Regions from separate parts of the Sus scrofa genome. Here region 1 is linked to region 2. A link is a contact called in public HiChIP or PLAC-seq data. All regions are on one chromosome and are shown on one strand. The core of a region is the stretch at or near the end of the contact, and the rest is flanking DNA. Distances in the headings are between cores, read along the strand shown. Region 1 holds the start of ADAT3 (probable inactive tRNA-specific adenosine deaminase-like protein 3). Region 2 holds the start of OAZ1 (ornithine decarboxylase antizyme 1).

Region 1 (4,753 bases), core at 2,025-4,524, 340 kb after region 2:
CTCATCCCCATGAACTAGGAAGTGCTGAGATCACTTCCTATTTACTGGGGATTTACTGCTGAGATGCTCCTGTCTCACTCCTTGACCCATGGCTCCCCAGAGGGCACACAAGGTCCCTGCCCACCACCACCTGTCTGAAGCTCGCCATACAAGCTTGGCGAACACAGGAATGGGTGCTGGTGGCAGTTCTGAGAAGTAGCAAGCGTGGAGAGGTCCCTCGGGCACCCATGACCCCTGTGCCAGGCGGGGCCCTCAGGAGGGTCCACAGTGCAGCTCCAAATCTGCTCCCGGTACACACTGTGCCGGGGAGGCTATGGCCGGCTCCAGACCACAAAAGCTCCCACTGTCTCCCAGGCAAAAGACAGACACAGTCCCATTTGTCCCTTCAAGAGTGCAACCCCTATCTGATTAAAACAAAGCAAGCAACAGATAAAGGAGGCTGCCACCAGGACACTGCTGGCCAGGACGCCAGCTCCTAGGGGAGGGTGAATGAAAACCCAGGAGGGCACCAGTTGAACTCCACTCCTCTCCCAGGTATGTGCCCAGGAAAAGTGAAGACACACATCCACACGGAAACCTGCCCACGCACATTCACAGCAGCACGATTCACAACAGCAAAAGGTGAACAATAGTTCCCGTCATGGCTCAACAGTAACGAACCCGACTAGTACGCATGAGGATATGGGCTCAATCCCTGGCACTGTTCAGCGGGTTAGTGATCCGGCATTGCCGTGAGCTATGGTGTAGGTCACAGATGTGGCTTGCAGCTTGCTTTGCTGAAGGTGGACACAATCCAAACATCCACTGATAGATGAATGGAAAAACCAAATGCAGTCCTTCCACACAATGAGACATCACTTAGCCTGAAAAGGAGAGAAGCACGAACACTCCTACCACGTGGACAGACCTGGAGACCACGATGCTCAGTGAGAGAAGCAGACACAGAAGGACACACAGTGTGGGATTCCATGGATGGGAAATGCCCAGAACAGGCATATCCGGAAACAAAGAGTGGGTTCCTAGTTGTCAGGGGCTGGTGAGGAGGAGGAAGGGGAGTGACTGGTGATGGGGGAAGAGAGCTTCCTTTTGGGGTGGTGGAATGTTCTGGAATTAGATGATAGTCACACATTATAAATATACTAAAAATGCTAAAACATAGATTTTAAGTGGGTAACCCACACAATGTGTGTGCATCGTATCTCAGTAAAGCTGCTGTTCCTGGCGACGGGGGGACATCTGCTAGGTCAGCAGACCCCAAACAAGGCCCAGCACCTCCTGACCAAGGCTGGTGCTGTACCCACAGCATGTCCTCATACCTCTGAGCTTGGGCTCCCCAACTCCATTCAGTGACCCCAGAGGGAGACTAGGGCTATCGGCTTCCTACTGGCCAAGGGACTGGCTAGGAGGGCAGAGCCAGGATCTGATCTCTCGGCCAGGTGGCCAAGAGCTCCCTGATTCTGCCCTCTGAGCCCTGTACGATCGGTGTCCTGAGCCCCTTTTACAGATGAGAAGCAGGTTCTGCAGAGAGTGACCCCCCCTCAACAAAGGGAGCAGCCCATCTGGGAACAGCACCCACATCCACGACTTGCTTAAACACCTCCAGATACCTAAACATGGTCCGAGGCTGACCTGTTCCTCTTTTTGTTCTCAAAACCCCACACCCCTCCCTGCTGCGCTCTCTACTGGTCCTGCCCAGCTCAGCCCTGACCTGGGTTTGGCCAACTCCCTCTGCCTACAGCTAGGGAGTTTACGTTGACAGCTGCAGCCTCTGCTGCAGGCATGGACTGCCAGGGAGGGCTCACTGCATTGGGGAAGCCCCTGGAGGGTCTGCTGGACCAGCAAGCCAGGCCCTTAAGAGCCAGTCTCCTCATCCAGTGCTCAGGAATTCCTGTGGCACTTGCACCCAGGGTTCCAGGAGGAGTAGGGATAGGGTGCTTATTCAGTGAGCTGAGGCTCTGCAGGTGACACCCAATCCCAGAGAGAGGCCTTATCTCACCACTAGTTGTGTCCGGGCCCTGCCTCACGTCCTCCCCAAGTCCGCACCTTCCTGGCTAAGACCTAGGGTACCTGTCCTGACCCCAACCCAGCTTCCCACTCAGTGAAACAGGATCCACCACTACCATGCCGTCAGGGGCAGAAAGTGCAAAAATCCATGCGAGGCATGGCCCTGTTCTGGGGCACAGCTCCTCAGGGGCCCAGTCCTGACTGTGGCAGGCAGACTCCAGGAAGGCTCCTGGGAGAGAGTAACCCACAGCTGGGCCTGGACGGCAGATGAGGCAGGGTGGGGAGTCCTGTGCAGAGGGTGCTGGAGACATCCAGTACTGAAGTCTCCACCACACCCACTGGTGGAAGGCCACCAAGTCTGCATAGCGTCTCCAGAAAACAATTTATCAGGGTGGGGGTGGGGGTCTCACCCTGATAAATTCAAATGCCAAGTGAGCTGATAATTTTTTTTTTCTTTTTAGGACCACACCCATGGCATACGACGGCTCCCAGTTGAATCGCAGCTATAGCCACTGGCCTATGCCACAGTCACTGAGCTGATAATTTTTATCAAAAGTGTGTCCCATGCAATCTTTAGGAAATACACTAAAAAACATATACACATATATTCGTTATTAACGCAAAACTCGAATTTAATGGGATAACTTGCGTGTTTACCTGCGGACAATCGCCTCCCTAAAAGCAGGCTTCTGCAGGAAAGTTCAAAAACCTCGGGCATGTGGCGTGTGGGAGAGACGCGAGGCTAGAACTTAAGAAGGCCTTGCCCGCTCACACATTCCGTAAGAAACAGGAAGGACTGTCACGGTTTAGGACGTTCAGAAAGACTGAGGCCTTTCACCCAAGGAAGGTGGGAAGCTGTTAAGGAGGCAGAGGGTTGGCCGCGATGACACGAGGGAAGGGCGCACCGAAAGCAGCTGCGGCACCAGGTCTTCACAACAAACCGCAGGGGCAGAAGCACGCGCAACACGTAGATGCGCGCGGAGAGCCGCGTCCCCGCGGCCCAACGGCCCTCCGCGCACGCGTACACGCGTCGCTGCCAGCTCCCGCCCGAGGCGCGCAGAAACAGGGCCTGGCTACCCACTCGCTCCCCGCGCAAACGATGTCCCCGCAGCCGCGCCCCCCGCCCCCCCCCCCGCTCGCCCTCCTCGGAAGCCTGGGTCGCAAGAGCCCGAGACCCGGTGCTTACCTGAGGATACCGGCAGGAGCGCGGCGTTTCACCAAGTCTTAGCAACCAGCCCACCTGCCCCGCCTCCACCACCGCCTGGCGCTGCGGGGCACGACGGGAGCGTAGTTCCAGGGGCGGGGTCGGCGCGAGGCGAAGGCGGGGCCGAGACTACAATCCCCACAAGGCCGCGCTCGCCGCCGCCTCGCTCCGCCTCTCCCCTATGCGCCGCTCAGGTGACCCGCTAGAGCGGGGCTGGCTCTGTTTCGAGGGTTCGAGACCCACTGGACGGCCGGGAAAAGTCGAACCTTGGAGGCCCTTTGGGAAATCAGCAGAGTGAAGAGACTGAGTCAGAGGGGCACACGACACCCGCTGTAGTCACTCCCTGAGTCCAGTTTGCTGCTGCCACGTGGCTCCAGAGGGGCTGTCCCTAGATACCTGGATGCGGTCAGGTTCCAATTATCCTCTAGGGCCGCAGACTCCAGTCTCATTTTTCCATCTGTACAGTAGGCAAAGGGGACCTCTTGACTCCAAGGCAAAACAAGCTTATTTTATCAGCAAATTCAGTTATTCATCCTAGTTAAACAGGTGTAAGCCAGATCTCAACCAGGAGCAATAGGTACCACCACTCCCAAGGGACCCTGGGCACTGTCTAGGAATATTTATGGTTGTTAGGATTAGGGGTGCTCCTGACAGCAAAACTTGGAGGCCAGGGATGCTGCTCAACACCCTACAATGCATAAGGCACCCTCGAAACAGACTGGCAAATGTCCACTGTAAGGAAGACCCCAGTTTAACCCCACTGCTAAGCAAGAAGAAAGGTTTAGGTCTAAAAGGACCCTGAAGAGGGAAATTTTTCTACCTTTCCATTTTCTCCCTATTCCACTCCTGCAAGAACCTAGGAGTGCCCCTGCCAGGATCCCACAAAGGTCTACCCTTGGAAGAGAGTGGCTGGACGGGAGACCTCTCCTGGAGTCTCCACTGCAGCACAGCTCTTCAACCCTGCAGGCCTCTGAGAGTCCAACCCCATGTGTTTCTCATCTTAATTTGCAAAGCATTGCCTGGCATGCCCATCTATTCCTGTGTAAAAAAGCACTCCAGGAAATCATACTGCTTGAAGCTGGTCACTCTCTTTTTTTTCTTTTCTTTTTCTTTTATTTATTTGTTTGTTTATTTATTTATTTTGGTCTTTTTGTCTTTTTAGGGACACACCTGCAGCATATGGAGGTTCCCAGGCTAGGGGGTCTAATCAGAGCTGTAGCTGCTGGCATACACCACAGCTCACAGCAATGCCAGATCCTTAATCCACTGAGCAAGGGCAGGGATCAAACCCGCAAACCTCATGGTTCCTAGTCGGATTCGTTAACCACTGCGCCACGACGGGAACTCCTACTTTTTCTTTTCTAAATAAAAACTTGGGAGTTCTTGTCGTGGCGCAGTGGTTAATGAGTCCGACTAGGAACCATGAGGTTGTGGATTCGATCCCTGGCCTCACTCAGTGGGTCGAGGATCCGGTGTTGCCGTGAGCTGTGGTGTAGGTCGCAGACGCGGCTCGGATCCTGTGTTGCTGTGGCTCTGGCATAGGCC
Region 2 (5,263 bases), core at 1,209-3,708:
CTTTAAAGGGGAATCCCAAAATAATCATGGCTTGACTGATTCCTGACTTTGGTTTCCCTCCTCTGCCCTCCAGGCACACAGAGGCAGCTCCCTGCCCTCACCTGTCCTTGCTCCCCTCGGGCAGAGCGCCGCCTGGGATCTCGATGTAGAGGCAGCTATTGCTCAGCACCGCTCTCCAGTTAATGTGTTTGGCATCTGTGAGCCTGGATTGGACGTTTAAAATTCTCGTCTTGTTATTAGACGTTAGTTCCTCTGTTACATTCAGCCGATTATCCTGTGGAAGAAAAAAAGCCAACCTTGGACACCAACCTTCACAGGGTGGAAATCTTCACCCTTCCTACTGATGACAATTTAAAAACGCAGAAAAGCACTAGTCCCTTGCAATACTAATGTTTGGCTGTGGGGTGGTGGCTTGGCCCGGGGCCAGAGCAGGTGCCCCAGGGTGAGGGGCAAAGGCTACATAAGGCAAGGCCCAGGCTGTTGTTTGCACCTTTGTTCCTTGAACCCTGGATTTAGAGAATTTGATAAAGTGGTGTACAGTTCCTGGCACACGACAGGTGCACGAAACATTTCTGCCTGCTAAGTAACAGATGCTGTGGGTCTGGCTGCTCTCCCCCCACCTCAGGTACCCAGGAAATCCAAGGAACCAGAATACTTACAGAGTAAAATAAATTAGCTGAAAGATTGTGATCCCTCTGACTATTCCCTCGCCCACCTGGGATCTTCAGGGGTGGGTGAGGGACATCAGGAGCACCACCGAGGCCCTGGACCCAGGTTACTACAGCAGTTGATGGAGACCCTGGAACTGAAGGAAATGGGCTGGTGAGCAGCACTGGCAATAGACCCACTGGCCTTTGGTGAGGGACTCAAGTCCCAGCAAGGCTAGATTGATAGCCAAATCCACCTAGGACCCTGCCCCTTACCCCTCCAAGTGCAAAAATCAACACCTGCTGGCCACCAGTTAAGATAGTTATGCAATCACAGAACAAGCAGCCTCTCAAATCCAACTTCTGGAGTGGCGGTGGGGGGTAATGCTGGCTAAGGGCCCAATTCATCCCCTGGGTGGCTGTCTCACCCTTTATCTTAAGACCACCACAAACTGTCTCAAGCCAAGCCTGCATCAGGTTCTACTTCCCACTTCTAAGTCGAGCGGCTTCAGCTTCCCCTTTTCCACTTTTCAGGCTGCAGTGGAGACCTCGAAATCCAGCAGCCTTTTCCTAGTGATCCAGGAACCTGTCTTTTCACAGAAGCAGCCCAGGCCTCGACCCTTTCATCGTCCACACCTGCTGGGAAGCGAGGGGCCCGTTCGGACCCACGCGAGCGCTGCGGGGACAGGCCCGCAGAGACGCCCTCCCGCGCACTCCCAGCGGCCTCGGGTTGCGTCATCTCAGCAGAGAGGCCCTCGGCCCCGGGGGAGATTTTCACAATCGCGCAACCGGCAGCGCCAGCAGCCATTTGCTGCGCAGTGTAAACAGGGCCCAAAGTCGCCTCCATTTTGCTCAGCTCCCATCCGGGGCGCCCCGACACGCCGACGTCTGCATCACGGCTCGGGGTCTGGCCGCGGAAATCTCCCGGGGCAGTCGTCAAGTAGCTCGCGAACCGCAGCTCACCTGGACCCCCGCCCTCCACCGCCCAACGGGGGAGGGGGCGGTCCGGCCACCACCCTGAGAAGGGCCCCGGGCGCCGTCTACGTGGCGCCCAGGACCGCCGCGTCCCGGGGCCACGTCCGGGGGCGGGGGTGGCTCGGCCGAATTCGTCCAGCCGCAGAACGATCAAACCCTCCGCATCGGCAAATCACAGATTCTCGGGACCCGACTCCACTTCGGGTCCCGCTGCCCCAAACCTGGCCACGGAATCTCACGTCCCCAGCCCGTGACCTCCCGTGCCCCCCCGCAACCCGAGCAGATACCTGAAGCCCCCAACCCAGAGACTCCCGTGCTCCCCTAAACCCGACCAGGTACCTGAAGTCCCCAATCCAAAGACTCCAGTGTCCCTCAAACTCAACGGGATACACCATCCGTCGGGCAACCGAACCTGAGACACAACCCACGCTCCCAGTCCCGCCCCCGGGCCCCGCCCCCATCCCGCCAAGAACCCGCCCCCCGCGCGACTGTGGCATCGACAAAGGGGCGGACCTCGCGCTCCCGGGACTTCCGTGGCGCCCCGCCGCCTGCCCCCTGCGGGCCTGCGCGGAGCCGCTTCTGGAAGCTTCGGGCGGGGGCGGGGCGCTCACCTCTCGCTGCTGCGGCCTCCGCGGCTGTGCAGGCTGAGGAGCGGCATGGTGCGGGTGGCGTGGACGGTGGCGCTGGGTTTATCCCCCTCCTTCTCTCTGGCGAAGCAGTGGCTGTTGAGGATCCGCTGCAGGGAGGATTTCACCATCCGGCCGCTGGGGTCCGAAACCAGGAAAACCTCCGCTGCGCCTCTCCGCGCCGCCGCCGCTGCTCGCCGTTCGCAAAATGGCGCCGCCACCGCCGCCCGCTTTTATAGGCATCACGCGTAGGCCACGCCCACGCTCCGCGGGAACGCGGCCGCACGAGGGGGCGGTGCCGCCAGGAAATCCAGGTGTGCCCGCCCCTCTCGGCATCTGATTGGTGAAACGCGACGGACTCGCGTGGAGCCGCCCCTTGGATTGGGCAAAAGGCTTCGGGCCCCGCCCCCCCGCCGCTGTCGTAATTCTGCGGGCGCGCGGAAAGGGCGGGGCTCCCGTCGTGACGGGAGTGCGCGGCGCGCGCCCCGCCCCGGCCTCCCCCCCACAGCCGGGCCTGGGGCGGGGGCGCCTGGTTGGGCCTGCTTGAGGGGTGTCTCGTTGTGGCCACGTCTCCACCATGGTCCCCGGCTCCCTCGCTGGGGTCCCTTCCCCCTGAGGGACTCCCTCCCCCAGGCGGCTCTGACGACAAAGGTCCTGGGTATTTGGAGGAAAGGGTCCCAGCCCTCTCATCGCAGCATAAGACAGAATTATTTTCTGTAGTAACCTAGTAATGATCTTTCCCAAAGATGATTTTCTGGATTTGCTCCTTCACATATTGAAACAATTTACAGTTTAAAAAGAGAAGTTTCAGTGTTAAAGGTATTACTCAAATTTAGTAAAATATTTCTTGTCACATTTGGACTGAAGCAGAAATGCTTCTCCTTGAAGATGAACTCACAAAGCTATTCCATGGGTGAACTAAATTTTGCCCCAAGCAAAAAAAATATTCTTTGCAGGTCTCTTTTCTTTCACGCTTTTAGGGTTTAGGCACAGAGTCTGCAAAGTGTTACAAGGAACTGAAGCTACTCCTACTTTTTTCTTTGTCTTTTCAGTCCCTGCCTCTCACTTTCGTCTCTTTTATTTCCAATCTACTGTGCCCATTGGGGTTGGAGACACAAACTTTCCACAAAAGGACCTTGAATTATTACAAAACTTATAGAAATATACTCTCCAAAACATGTGGCTGAATCCGCATGTGTCCCCAAATTCCCTTCCATGTGGAATGCAAAATTCATTGTTTACTTACATGGTATTTATAAGTAATGTAAGTGTCTAATTTAGTACTTCCCTATAAACATTATTAAAACTCAACAGAGGCAGAGGGAAGGATTGGGAGTTTGGGAGTGCAAACTAGTGTGTATAGGATGGATAAACAACAGAGACCTACTGTATAGCACAGGTAACGCTATTCAATATCCTGTGATAAACCAGAATATAAAAAGGAATGTGGGAATTCCTGCTATGGCACAGTGGGTTAAGAATCAGACTGCAGGAGTTCCTGTCATGGCTCAGTGGTTAAGGAACCTAACCAATATTCATGAGGACGAGGGTTCTGGCCTTGCTCAGTGGGTTAAGGATCAGGCATTGCTGTGACCTGTGGTGTAGGTCGCAGACATGGCTCGGATCCCATGCTGCTGTGCTTGTGGTGTAGGCCAGCAGCTACAGCTCAGATTCAACCCTTAGCCTGGGAAACTCCATATGCCGCAGGTGTGGCCCTAAAAAGAAAAAAGCCAAAAAAAAAGACTGCAATGGCTCAGGTTGCTGGCGAGGCTCAGGTTTGCTCCCTGCCCAGGAACTTCCATGTGCTGCAGGTGTGGCCATAAAAAAAAAAATAACAATATATATGAATAACTGAATCACTTTGTTGTACAGCAGAAATTAACACCGGTATACTTCAACTAAAAAGACAGGGAGTTCCCATCTTGGCTCAGCAGTTAGCAAACTTGACTAGTATCCATGAGGACACAGGTTTGATCCCTGGCATCCTTCAGTGAGTTAAGGATCTCGTGTTACTGTGAGCTGTGGTGTAGGTCATAGACGAGACTCAAATCTGGCATTGCTATGGCTGTGGTGCAGGCCAGCAGCTGCAACTCTGATTCAACCCCTAGCCTGGAAACTTCCATATGCCGCAGGTGTGGCCCTAAAAAGACAAGACAAAAAAAAAAAAGACAAAAAAGTCTCAGCAGAGACTGGAATAACTGCAAATTTGAAGCCAACCAAAGAAATTTCCCAGGGAAAGAATATTTAATCAATGACCGAAAAGAATGAAAGCAAAAAATAAATAAATAAAAATAAAAAATAAAATTTGGAGTTCCCTGGTGGCCTAGCAGTTAAGAATCCAGCGTTGTCACTGTGGTGGCTTGGGTCACTGCTGTGGTGTGGATTCGATCTCTGGCCTGGGAACCTCCACATGCAAAAAAAAAAAAAAAAAGTTATATATATATATATATGACATTGCTTAGAATTCCTGCTCATGGTGAAAACAAAAAGCAGGTGAGGAGTTCCCATTGTGGCTCAGCAGTAACAAACCTGACTAGGATCCATGAGGATGTGGGTTTGGTCCCTGACCTCCCTCAGTGGCTTAAGGATCCGGCATTGCAGACACAGCTCGGATCCCATGTTGCTGTGTCTGTGGTGTAGTCAGGTAGCTATAGCTCTGATTTGACCCCTAGCCTGGGAACTTCCATATGCCATGGGTGCAGCCCTAAAAAGTCCAAAAAAAAAAAAAAAAAAGCAATTGAATTTTTGGTTAACGTTATAATTGTTTTCAATGTTCCTCTTATTTTGAGAATTCACTCCCCTCCCCCACCTGAAGGGGCTACTTAAGTGTCCTTACTATTTGTACGCCGTTGTTTAAGCTCTGTTTTCTTTAGGCTGGAAGAGGATTTCGAAATCTGGGTCTTTGCCTCATGGCTGCCCTTCAGTATCTTACACAGATGGGCAATTCTGGAATGTCTCCAATATCTGGAACTGCCCATGGACGGCCACTGGTTGCTGGGTCACACCATGTGTACC

Evidence for each region. HiChIP or PLAC-seq counts read pairs in DNA pulled down with a chosen protein or histone mark.
Region 1: an H3K27ac HiChIP or PLAC-seq map of alveolar macrophages shows a contact between it and region 2. The contact joins the promoter of ADAT3 here to the promoter of OAZ1 in region 2. A contact is called at or near these places in 1 of 5 promoter capture datasets (liver) and 1 of 2 datasets of contacts at active chromatin or transcription factors (alveolar macrophages).

What each region holds. Positions count from the first base shown.
Region 1 is chr2:76,631,008-76,635,760 of Sscrofa11.1, forward strand. ADAT3 (probable inactive tRNA-specific adenosine deaminase-like protein 3) reads right to left here and starts at 3,275. Exons shown (of 2, transcript XM_021084211.1): 1 at 3,191-3,275. SCAMP4 (secretory carrier-associated membrane protein 4) reads right to left here and starts at 3,307. Exons shown (of 7, transcript XM_003480843.4): 1 at 3,191-3,307.
Region 2 is chr2:76,294,168-76,299,430 of Sscrofa11.1, forward strand. It overlaps OAZ1 (ornithine decarboxylase antizyme 1), which reads right to left and starts at 2,459. Exons shown (of 6, transcript NR_125342.1): 1 at 2,234-2,459; 2 at 1,076-1,283; 3 at 660-805; 4 at 102-274.